Linked DNA regions of Mus musculus: region 2 is linked to region 1. The links are chromatin contacts, called in public HiChIP or PLAC-seq maps. All regions are on one chromosome and are shown on one strand. Each heading gives the region's core, a stretch centred on a gene start, on an enhancer-like site or on the middle of the called end of the contact. The rest is flanking DNA. Distances are from core to core; before and after follow the strand shown. Region 1 has its middle 6.4 kb from the start of Phlda3. Region 2 overlaps Pkp1 (plakophilin 1).

What was found. HiChIP or PLAC-seq counts read pairs in DNA pulled down with a chosen protein or histone mark.
Region 2: a contact with region 1 is called in an HNF4G HiChIP or PLAC-seq map of pancreatic cancer cells. The contact joins two enhancer-like sites. A contact is called at or near these places in 1 of 484 Hi-C or Micro-C datasets (epidermal suprabasal cells), 2 of 115 datasets of contacts at active chromatin or transcription factors (embryonic stem cells and pancreatic cancer cells) and 1 of 9 other capture datasets (pancreatic islet).

What each region holds. Positions count from the first base shown.
Region 1 is chr1:135,769,428-135,775,539 of GRCm38.p6, reverse strand. No RefSeq gene overlaps it. Among named protein-coding and RNA genes, the nearest start is that of Phlda3, 6.4 kb to the right of the region's middle. Within about 2 kb of position 3,704, at least 121 of the 459 cell types and tissues checked have an H3K27ac peak or open chromatin away from gene starts, as enhancers often do. A contact at or near this core is called in pancreatic cancer cells, where this site is marked.
Region 2 is chr1:135,893,320-135,899,431 of GRCm38.p6, reverse strand. The region is part of intron 2 of Pkp1 (plakophilin 1); the gene reads left to right. Among named protein-coding and RNA genes, the nearest start is that of Pkp1, 23 kb to the left of the region's middle. Within about 2 kb of position 3,826, at least 20 of the 459 cell types and tissues checked have an H3K27ac peak or open chromatin away from gene starts, as enhancers often do. A contact at or near this core is called in pancreatic cancer cells, where this site is marked.

The sequences.
Region 1 (6,112 bases), core at 2,455-4,954:
TAGCGGAGAGACCCAAGGCCATGCTGAGCCACCATCTGCGGCCGGGGAGTCTCACATCCCGGCTTCAACTTCTCTGGGCATTAGCCTCATTGTCCCTAGAGCATAGGCTTTACCTCCCCTTGAAGGAAGATAAGGTTCAAGGAAACCTAGCACACACTCCATGAAGGCTAGGCACCAGGATTAGGTAAAAGCACTCTGTAAGTGGTACTAATTGACAGTGTTAATTACACGCAGTTTTCTAAATGGGGATTAGGTGGAGCGAGGCTGCTGGGAGGATTGTTATGCTTCTAGAAAAAACAAACACTTAATGTGTGCTATCTGTGTGCTTTATCTACATTACAGACATTTTCTCAATTTACATCTCACAGTGATCCTAGAAAGCAGGGCTATTAACACCCCCATCGTAATGAGGTTCCAGATAACCTGCCCGAGTCTCGGGGCTGATATGAAGCACAGTGAAGATGCACACTCAGGCCTGTGATAAGAACCCACGGTTCTCACTGCCTCCACGGGTGATGGGATGCCTAAGTCCCTGCCTTGACTGAGTTGAGGTCACAAACCATCTGACACTCATTCTTGCTCCCCAGTTCCCCTTCCCTTCCTGTTCCCACCACCAGCTTTGAGCCTGATGCTTCAGCTCCGGGCTTCCCTGCACAACAGGGTCTCTTCTCTCCATTCTGGTGAACCCACCATCCTCCATCCTAAACGTCAACATTTAGCGCAATACCCCTTACCTTCCCATGTGAACAGAACCATGAGGACACAGCAGAAATGGTCACCGAGGCCTTCCACACCACAGAGGGGGAAAAGGGGAGCGGCACAGGGGAAAGACTGGCTCTCTAGAGATGTGACTCAGTGGTTAAGAGCCTGGCTGCTCTTCCAGGACACCCAGGGTCGATTCCCAGCACCCACGTGGTGGCTCACAGCTGTCTGTTACTCCAGTTCCAGGGGATCCCGTACCTTCTTCTGGATTCAATGGAAACCAGACATCCATGTGGAGCACATGCATGCAGAAAGACAAAACACCCATACACATGAACAAACAAATACATGCATGCACACATGCATGAATGAATGAATGGATGGATGAATGAATGAATGAAATTTAAATGGAGGATAAAACACAGTGGTAGAGTATTTGTTTGCTATGCACAATGCCCAGATTTGATCCCTAACACCACAGGCAGGGATGAGGGGAGAGGGGACAATGACCAGCACGCCAGCATGCAACAGAAGACGCACAGCAAAACCCTGTACATAAAGCACAAGGGCAAATTATTTAACATTTGCGTGTTAGATGTCAGCCATCTGCATAGAAATAAGTGTGGATGGAAGGCCAAGGGCAGCACTCAGGCTGAAAGCATGAAGGTGAAGTTTGTTTTCCTCCTTGGCACCCTCTGCCCTTCCACATTTTTCTTCAGTGAACCTGTTCTGTTCTGGTGTGTTGGGACTTGTTTTGTTTTTGTTTTTCAGTACTGGAAATTGAACCCAGAGCTTTGCACAGGCTAAGAGAATACTCTACCCCCAAACCACGCCACCAGCCCTCTTTACTTTTAAGACAAGTCCCAGGTTGTCCTTGTATTTGTCATCCCCCTGTCTCAACTTCCTGGAGTAGCTGGGATTATAGGCCTTCACCATTAGGCTTGGTTGAAACAAGGTTTTATAACAAACTAAAGGGGTGTAGATGTGTGTGTGTGTGTGTGCGCGCGCGTGTGTGTGCGTGCGTGTGTGTGTTGGGCGCATGTGTGTATATGGGAGTGTACATGTGTGTGTGTTTGTGTGTGTGTGTGTGTGTGTGTGTGTTGGGTATATGTGTATATGTGGAGGTGTATGTGCGTGTGTGTGTGTGTGTGTGTGTGTGTTGGGTGCGTGTGTGTTTATCTGTGTGGCAGAGTTCTGCATGGTCTCCAACACCTATAAAAAGCATAATTCCTGGAAGAGATTCAGGTGACCCAGTCCCTTCTGGCCTGCACTCAGCTGTCACTCCACAATAACAATAACAACAACAACAACAACAATAATAATGGAGAAAACAGGATCTGTGCAAACCTGCTTGTGTCTCTTGTCTCACCTCATCTTCTCTGGTACTAGCATCTTTACACAATCATGTCCTCCACCTGGAATGTTCCCTGTGATCAGAATTCTATCCCACCTTCAAAGACTCCTCCATGAACACCCCCTATCCCAGCCTGCTTTTCCCTTGCCATACTCTTGGTCTCAAAACCCTTAAGGCTTCCTGGAAGCCAACATCTGGCCAGAAGAGCATCTCCTCATGCAGTGAATACCAAGTGCTAACATTTCACTGAGGCTGAGTTCAACTGATAAACTTAGCAGAGGGGCCCTGCAGAGAGCTGGCAGGAGAGCCCCACAGAGACTCCTTCTGGCTCTTCTCCCTACGGCTAGAGGTTTGCTGCCCTTTCTCCAAGAAGGTAGGAAATGTTGCCAGCCTGAGCCAAAGGAGGTGATGCTTCCAAGGAAAGCATTGCTGCCTGCAGGTTTGGGTTCCTTGGAGCTGCTGGGTAACATCAGGAGGAAGGTTAATGGAGGCTTCTATCTCCAGCAATGGGTCAGTGAACAACTTGTCCAGGTTTGAAGAGTCTCTCAGAATGTGGACTGGTCAAGGCTACATTAATAATAATAATAATAATAATAATAATAATAATAATAATAAAAATGGAGAAAACAGGACAGTTTTGCGTGTTGTGAGGCCCCTGGGGATGGTGCCACATGAGAGACAGAGCTGCTGAATCTTGGCCTTTGTGGCTGGGGTAACCCTGAGTTTAGGTCCTGAGACAAACAGTATCTTAGACCAGCCTAGGAACAACATTTGGACCTGGGTCTCCTTAGGTCCCTCAAAGTCCTTGCTGTCCCTTCCTATCCGAAGGCCCCTCCACTCTTAAGAATACTCCTGCTCTGGCCTTGTACTTTTTGATGGCCCAAATAACTGGATCTTTCCCTGCTTTCAGAGCCCATCCTTGCTGGTTTTTGTTTGGTTTGGTTTTAGGGCAGAATCGGGAGCTTGGGAAGGGGCCTCTGTGCAGCCCTGGCTGACCTCAAACTCTTGATCGTCATGCTTTAGTCTCCCAAGTTCCAGTGCTATAGGTACTACCGACACAGCCTGGTGCCACCCTGGTCCCTGAAGCTGACTCTAGTCACTTTCTTCATGAACACTCAGCACACAGCAGCTCACAGGCAGCTCTTTGAAGTTCCTTAGTCCTCAGAGCTAACACAGGAGAGCTCCTTCACCTCTGAGCTCCCTCCTCTCAGCAAAACTGACTTAAATCATTGATTTGAGCAATCACTCATGCAGTAAGAATTAATCTGTTTGGCATTGGGTTAATAGCACCTGCTTTGATTTCCACCATGACTAAGTTGACTCCTGACGGCACCACTTATTAACTGCTGTGACTCTGAATAGTCACTTTGCCTCCCCAAGTCCTGGTTTCTTACTTAATATAAGACAAGTACCTCTCTCATCGAGTACTAACTACAGTTTTAGATGCCTTAGCACTATAGGTAACTGCAGCTTTTGGAACAATACACGGGAAACATATGTACTGCTTGCCATTGCTATTATTAAGGGCGTACTGGATGACAAGTAACCTGGAACACCAGGGATACACAATTGACACATCCAAGAACTAACCAGTCTACTGGCACAGGCTGACATACAAACCAGCAATCGCATTCAGTGAAGAAATGGCCACACGGCAGGAAGAGCGGTTACTCAGGCTACCCTGCAGGCAGGGCTGTCAGGGGAGGCATCTCTCGGAGCATGAGAGCTCCGAGCCATGATACCAAAATGTGGGAGGAGTTGGAGGAAATGGTTTGTTGTGTGAGGTGACCTTCACTGGTACTGGGATGGGAACAGTTACCTGTGGAGTCCTGGATGTGCAAACATAAGCACGGTAGAGAGAGACAGAGAGAGAACGAACAATTAGGACAGGAACTCCCCCACTGCAAGGGACAAGCAGCTGCTGGTGCCAGCAGAAGAAATCAATTGCATTTTATAGCAATCACTCTGGTGGACTGCGGTGGGCAAATGAGAATAGTCGATTGGAGGTACCCAAGCCAGAGCTTTCCATACAGCCTCAGGGCAGCCTGGCATCCAGCCTGGCATTCTTGCTAGGGTCCCTGGATGCTGGCCCTGGTGACACAGCTGCCCGTGGAGCCTTATCACTGGCTCCAGATTTCCGGCAGACAATCTTATCGCGCCCTGGAGATCCATCCTTTCTTCTCTTCTGCAGTTCCAGCTCTGGACTCTCTGGCTTTTCCCACCTTCTCGCCATTCTTTCCCTGCAACAGGCTCACTCTTGCCAAAACCTCAACTCCCAACCCGGCTCTCCCAGAGCAGAACGAGCCCATCCCTTCTCCCCTCAGCCTCCCCACCCCACCTCCTCGGACTCCAGTTGTTCAGCTGAGACATGCCCTGTCTCATTTTCCCATTGATGACTCATGGATCAGGCCGGGCGAGGCCCTGGCTGCCAGAGCAGGGGGGAAGTTGGTGGCAGCAGCCCCTCCCTGGCCTCACAGTGTCCTCTGGCCCAGCTAGGCAGTTTTCTCTCTCCTGAGAGTCTGCTGGCACCCTGACCTGACTCTGTCACCAAAGGGGCTTTTACCCTAGCAGCAGTACAGCAGGCATTCCAAGGGTGAAGAAGACCTCTGCTCCTTCTTGGAACTTCACAGCAAAAAAGCCGACCTTGCGGTGCGACCCCTTCCCTGCTAAAAAGCCCGAAGCTCCCCTAATGGTCTTTTGAAATAATATGTTCTGGGAGCACCAGACCCCTCTCTACAATGAGAGCTGAGAAGCCAGGGTTCTCAGAATTGTGGTAAGTATTCATTCTGTTCTACAGTCCCCACCAACGCATGTGTGCCAGAGGCCTGCTATGTGCCAGGTTCACAAGAGGGTCTCTAATGGTGAACTTTAGATAGCTTGGGACTCACCTAGCAAAAAGGACACACCAAAGCTGGCTTTGGGCAAGAACCGAAGCACACTTGGAACCAAGGCTCAGTCTTTAAAAAAGTAGGGCGCTTCAGAAACCAGAGCCTGCTTCCATCCCCCAAGCAAGTACCTGCCCCCTGCCCTGGACGCTCTGCCCTGCCCGTGTCTGCTGCCCTTTGTGGCACAATGACCCCTCTCAGCTCTGCCGAGGTCAACACTGAACAGCAAGGAAATACTGCCCAGTGCTTCCTGTGTGGTCAATTCCACCCGCACTGGCTGCTATTGGTTTGTCTGCCACTAAACTCTGGGTTCCTAGGGTGGAAATCGGGTCTGTCTTTTTTTTTTTTCCTTCTCCACATCCATTGGAAATCAGAGTACCCAAGAAGAGACACTATTTCTGCTCATCTTCCTTCCCCATTTCTGAGTGCCCGATGCCTCACTTCTTTAAGCCTGAATCTCTACCACCAGGATCAATTCTTGGGCTTTGCTGGAATAGTGGCTGTTTCACAAGGACAGGAAAAGTAACCCTTCCCCACTAACAGCTACATCAAGGCAGGAATGGCAACTTTCTCTCCAGTCCTGAAGCATGAAAGTGCTGACTCTCCCCACCCGAAGAAGACATCAATGGATCACAGTGCGCACACTGGCTCAGCCCTAACCTTTATAGCATTGATCTAGGTTAGCATGGAAGATGATGGGTTTTTTGACCTAGTGGGATGAAGCTATCCACAGGGTGATAGTAGACTAATGAGATAATAAGTGAGATAATGGTTAACTGTCAACCATACAACCATCTTTACACCCATATTCGACTGTAAGATACAGTTCCCATCCCACATGAGAGAGACTGCTGAGGACCGAGGGACACAGACAGGAAAAGGAAAAGTTTGATTAAAAAACAAGAGACACCAGAAGGTGTGAAACATGAGAAGCCAAAGGTTATTAAAGAGACTTCAAATGACTACGAAGTAAGTTCCCTCGGCCTCGTTCCTTCTGGAGAGACTCTGAAGCAGGTCACTGCTCCGCATCAGGGAGGGGAGGGAGACTTGCTGGTTATACTGGGAAAGGTCACAGGGGACACTCCACAGCCGGTTCTGTCTAACTCAAGGCCCCAATTCCTCTGCTGATTCCCATGTAGAAACAACTAAGGAAGTCTTAATTACGTATTAA
Region 2 (6,112 bases), core at 2,577-5,076, 120 kb before region 1:
GAAGATTCTGAGTCATGAGATAATCATGCGGGATGGTTTTTCCACAATGACTCCCACCCAGGTCATGTAGAGATCTGAGAACCAAGGGAAAAGGTGCCCAGGTAGAGCCTTGTCACTCAGTAAGGCCACCAGCCTATGCCTAGATGAATACCTTTTGCTAGTGGAGTATAGGGAGATGGGGTCTCTGACTCAGTGCCTACCAAGGGCCATGTTCTATGGATTAAAACCTCCTTTGGGACCAGATTAAGAGGGTTCAGGAACAACCCCCAACTTCTCTCACCTTCACCTAAAATCCTAACCACCCTTCTGGAGGCCCTGCAGTGCTAGACGCAGAATGGGAGCACTCGGGAGCAGCCAATGACCCATAGTTCCCTACTAACTACATAGTCTTGAAGCAGGGTGGCCCAAGACACCCAAATCCATAGAAACCCAACAATAGTTGGCTAACTCCAAGAGACTCCAGGGTCTAGCTCCCACTACCCACGTTAGCACTGGCGGCCCTTCTCTCCTCCACATAACTCATGTGACCCAGCAGTGTATTTGGAACAAGGTGTGGCATAAGGGAACCAGTCCCTCCTCTCAGTTGCTACACTCATGTTCCTGCACAGAACACACCAGCTGTAGCCATCACAAGGTCTCCTTTGTCACTCGTGTCCCTTGGGCCAGAAGGTCTTTTCAGCTCTGGTCTTTGGGCTGTAGACTTGTATGACACCAATGAGCAGCCAAGCTCCTTGCTTCTTTTTCCTTTTCTCCCACACCCCACAGTGCTGAAGATGGAACCCGAACCCTTATGCATGTGAAGCAAGCACTCTCCCACTGAGTTTCCCCCTCCCCGAGCTCTATTCTCTTTTTAAATACATTCAAGACTCTGTCATAACCACCAAGGGATGAGAGACAGGTACCTCCTTGGCCTGGAGTCTTTAAGTTTCAGGCTAGCCAATGGCTAGAGACACTTTGATGTCTCAACAGAGGGCCACTTAGGATAGAAGCTATTCGCTTTTTGCAGTTGGTTTATTTTTTTTGTTGTTGAGATTGTTCTTACTATAAAGCCTAAGATGGCCTGGAATCCATGGTTCTCCTTGTTCAGCATCTGGAACATCGGGATTTAGAGGCATATGCCACCATACCCAGTGTTCTTTGCCACTTAGACTTTGTTCCCATCACCAGACTCTAGTAGCTGGTGGCTGGGGTGGCTGGAGACAAATGCTAAGAGAGAGACCTCATATAAAAGAGAGGACCAAGAGGCTTTGGATAAGATCAAGAAATTTTCAAAGATTTTTCCTTACCTCTGGAAAAATGTATTTCTGTTCAGGTCGGGTGTGCTTGTGCATATGTGTATGAAAGTGGGTATTTGTGTGTGTGAGCGCACATGCATGCTTGTGTGTACATATGCTCATGTACATGTTCATTTTCCAAAGGAGTGATCTTTTACTCTTGAGTGGGGGTAAGGATGGCCACTTACTTTCATATGAGGTTCTTGATGATCTAATCAGGAAAGGATTCAAGGCTTTCAGGGTCTTCAGCGCCAGAGAAGCAAGTTCTTTAAGATATGCCTTTTCCACAAAGTCCTTAGCCCTCTTCTAGCATTGAGACCATACACACAACCTCAGGGCTCACAGCGGTTCTGGGGCCACTCAGCATCCCACCAACATTCCAGAACAGGCTGGAGACACTGGATGTGAGAGATCTATCTATATTCTGCTGGGCAGCCAGTTCACACTGCGGTGCTCCCCTCAACTCCTCCCTTCCTGTGTTGACCCATCGCTGGGACAGCTGAGTTGGCCTCTGAGTTCAAAACCCAGAACCCATGACACTGCCCTGTAGAATGACTGGGGCTCCAATTTGTCTTGAGTTCATGGGAAAGAGACAGCCAAGGAAACATGGGGGACTGGAGAGATGGCTTTGCACTTAAGAAAACTCTATGCTCTTCCAGAGGACAGAAGTTTGGCTTCCAGCACTCACGTCACTCAGCTTGCAATTCTGTGACCCCATTTTCCAGGGGATCTGACACCTCTGTTCACGTGAGCACCTGCACTCACATGCACCTGTCCACATGCACACACACTCTTACACATAGTTAACAATATATTTTTAATCTTTAAAAAGAAACATGCGTATAAACTCTCACATCCTTGTTCCCAAAATCACTCTGACAGTGACACGAGCTACAACAACCCTACTTCTCCAGTGGGTTGGAGGAGGAAGGAGAGGATCTGATCAAGCAGGGAGGAGGATGTAGAGATGGAGGGCGCTGTAGCTGCTATGGCGATCGGTTCTGATAGCAGTTGGTACCTGCTCAGTTTCATGCCTCTCACTGTATATGAGGAGACCCTAGGGGCTTCTCACCCCCATAAGGAGGACCTGGAACCTACAGCCAAGGAGGCCAGGTCACAGGAACACTGGGTGTCTCCAGAGAGAAAGACACCTCCCAAAAGCCTCTCAGGCTACTGATCAGAGTTCTGTAGTGCCCCCAGACCTGGGCTGCAGCCATCTAGATGCTTTGGGAGCTCCGTCTTCAGTTATCTGCAAATGTCTCGTAATACCATTATTACGTATTGTATTGGTAGGTGCTCCCAGTTCATGCTCTTCGGAGGTCAAGAGAGACCCTGAGTGTTTGTTACTGGCCAGCTTTCTCACAAAGTCTACGTACACTTTCGAGATGGGCACCCAAACGTTTGTTTTTTACATTTTAATGTTTTTCTAAGGTGGCTCATCCCTATAATCCTAACAGTTAGGAGGCTGAGAAAGAATAATTATGACTGGACAATGAGTTAAGACTATTTCAAGCAGACAGACAGACAAAAAAATCAGTAACAAAACGTATTTGGGCCCTGGAGCTGGACTACAGTGGAGTCTGCCGTTGTTCCTCTTCTCAGATAGGAACTGGTTGCCAATGGGGAAGAGGAGGTGCAGACCTTTAATCCTAGCACTCAGGAGGCAGAGGCAGGTGGATCTCTGTGAGTTCAAGGCCAGCCTGGTCTACAGAGCAAGTCCCAGGACAGTCAAAGATATACAGGGAAACCCTGTCTTGAAAAACCAAAGAAACAAAACAAAACTGTTAACCAGACAGTACCTTTGGGATCATGGGCATCTCTCGGGTGTTTCTGGAGTGCCCCTGAGTTTCAGGCTGTGGTGACATAATTGCAGCTGTGTCTCTTTGCCTTTGAGACTCCACAAAGAGGAACACCCACCCCAGCCTCCTTCAAGGCCAAGTGGCACCTCTGTGCCTGAATGGACATCGGGGAGTCCGACCAGTGTGGTTGTCCTTACAACTGTGTGCCAGGAAATAAGAAGTCCAGCCCAGTTTGGGCCCTCTGCTTCTCAAGACGAGTCAGAGACTGACTCTCTCCCTGATGAAGTTCCATCTTTAGTAACTCAGATCTCAGCAGCTCACTTACTGACTCAGACTGCTAAATAAGCAACCCTCTGTGCCTTTCAGAGAACTCTCTATGCCTTGGGTCCTGTGTGCCCCTCTTGGATGCCTTGTTGGTAAAGGAACAGAGTCTAAAAGGCCCAGGAACACTCAACAAAGTATCTGCATATCAGATATAGCTTGTTCCGCAGGAGTGGACAAATCCCTAGTAAAATGCAAGACAGCTTGTTGTCATTACTGTGTAAGGGTCCTCAGTGGGCACAGACAGGCAATGGTAGTTGAGAGATTAACAACCATGAAGCCTGTCCTGCAGGGGCTTTCTGGTCAGGTCCTTTCTCTAGAAAGCTCTCTCTGGGCCCACAAGGGATGAGGACTCTGTGAAGTTGTATGCATACTGGCTTTCATGCAAAGGGCGTGGGGAGATTGCCTTGCTGAACATGGCCCTGTTGGACACTCCACTGGGTGTGTGACTTGCCAGGCAGAGAAGGGTGTGTCCTGTGGCAGAGCCAGTTTGGCCAGCCCCACCTTGTTGGCAGAAGCGTGGTTTCAAAATGGGCTAATAGCTGGGGACACGGACACTCTTTTCATCTTGGCCTGCCTTGCACATACAGCTCCCAAAGAGCTAGGCAGTTTCTGTCTGGTTATGCAGAATCGAAATAGAATTTTCTGGGATCAGCCAGGTATCAGCTATATCCCAGGTCAGGGTAAAGGGAAGTGTCCTGAACCTCAGCAGAGCTCAGTCTGTGCCACCTGTCTTGCCCTGCTCAGAGGCCCTCCTATCCTCTACCAGCCCACTTCATCTGTGGTAGACTCCTGGGCAAGGAGGCCATGGGGAACCCAGTGCTCAACAGCAACTGGAGCCTCCATTCCCAGGAGAAATCCTCTCTTTTCCACCAGTGCATGCTGGGAACCCAGCCACTGCTCACACACACACACACACACACACACACACACACACACACATAGACACACACACACTACCACCACCACCACCACCACTACCACCACCACTCATCGGGCTAGGCACAGTAAAATGCCTTTTGCTTGAAAAGCTTGGGAGAATAAATGAGCCCTGCTGTGATAACCAGAGAGCAGACAAGACCAGGGGATATTAGGTGTGCAGCTGGAGGAGTCCAGCTGTGGGCATCCAGAGCCAGGAAGGGGCACAACAGACTCGATGTAGATGACAGGTTTGGGCAGAGACTTGAGAGAAATGTAGAGTTCAAATGGTGGGCAGAGAGCAGGTGAAGCAGGGGCCCAGGGTATGTCTGCTGTTGTGGGACAGTGTGAGAGGGAGGTGTTAGGAGGGAAGAAATGGCTGGCTGTGGGGGTTATAGAGGGCTAGAGGGAATAGGGTCAAGTTGATGTGCTTGCCTGGTAAGTAGCAGAGATACAGTAAGCTCTGCAGCAAAGTTGGGACTGACGGAAGCTTTGCCTGAGAAAGGCAGGTCTGAGTGTCTGAGGAGGCAGGGCCAGGGGGACCCTGGGGTCTGGTGGGAGAAGTTAGGAAGTGCCTAGGACCACAGTCCGATCGGTAGCAATACAAAAGAAGAAAGCAGAGAGAACAGTCAGGTGGGTGCCACCTCGTCCAGAATGGCTGCTTACTGTCCTGCCCGAAGACTTCAGCAAATACAGGTTTCTTGGGCCGTAGGAGCTTAAGAAATGTATTGGTTTGCTTTGATCCAGCTCACTCTAGAACTCACGTTCCTTGCCTACACAGTGACCCAGTGGGCTCCTGAGAGCTTCCTACCTAAGGATGAGCCGGAAGAGAGGGAGCATCAGTGTGGGTTGAAACACCTCCGTCTTCAGGAAGAAGGAGAAGAATGAAAGAAAACATTTGGGGCAGAGGGCAGGGGGCCTTAAAGGCAGAGCCACTAAACAACCTGGGGGCTTCTCTAGCATAATGAAGAAGTGTCTTCCTCAGATGCAGGAACAGCCACGCAAGGAAACAAATACAGCCTGGCCCAAAGCCTGGCTTCCCTTTCTGAGCAGGTAACTCTCCTAATGACTCCTCCTACGTCATTAGGAAAGAGAGGGCAGAACATAGGCTGAGTATGGGGAGTTCTGGCCCATGCAGTCTTATCTGGCTTACCTTGGACTGTGGTCATAAGAGTCGCCTCCCAAGAACTTCACAAGTGTTCCCAGTGGAGAAGGATGTTTCTGTGCCCACGTTCTGAGCTTCAACTTACCGGTCTAGCCCAGCCTGTTGACGGTCAATTCTGCTCCCAGGACATGACTTTCTAGTCTGGAATGTTTAGATTCACGGGCTATCCCACCTGAAGTTTGAGTTTCCCAAGAAAGTATGAGATAGTCCTACATGTGAATGTGTGCACTCGTGTGTGTGTGTGTGTGTGTGTGTGTGTGTGTACTTGTGTGTGTGTATGTATGCCCCCTTTGTATTCAAAGAGGAGGAGGCTGCCAGCAGATGCCTATCTGAGTGTGGGGGTGTGGCTGGAGAGGCATTGGCAGCAGGGCTCTCCCACCTGCGGTGGGCACAGGTGTCCGTTCATTCTCTGGCTGCAACTGTTTGCTGAAGACTTAGAGACAGTGTTTGGAAATGGAAGTGGGATTGCTATCATTTGGAGCCCTGGGGGCAGGGCCACCACAAACATCCTGTGGTGTTTGGGCATCCAGACAATGAAGATGTGTCCCTTCAGCAGATGCTAGGAGCACCCATGTAAGGAAAGACTCCTCCATCTTGGCAGACCGCCTGCTGAGTTCACTCTGAGCTCAGCAAGG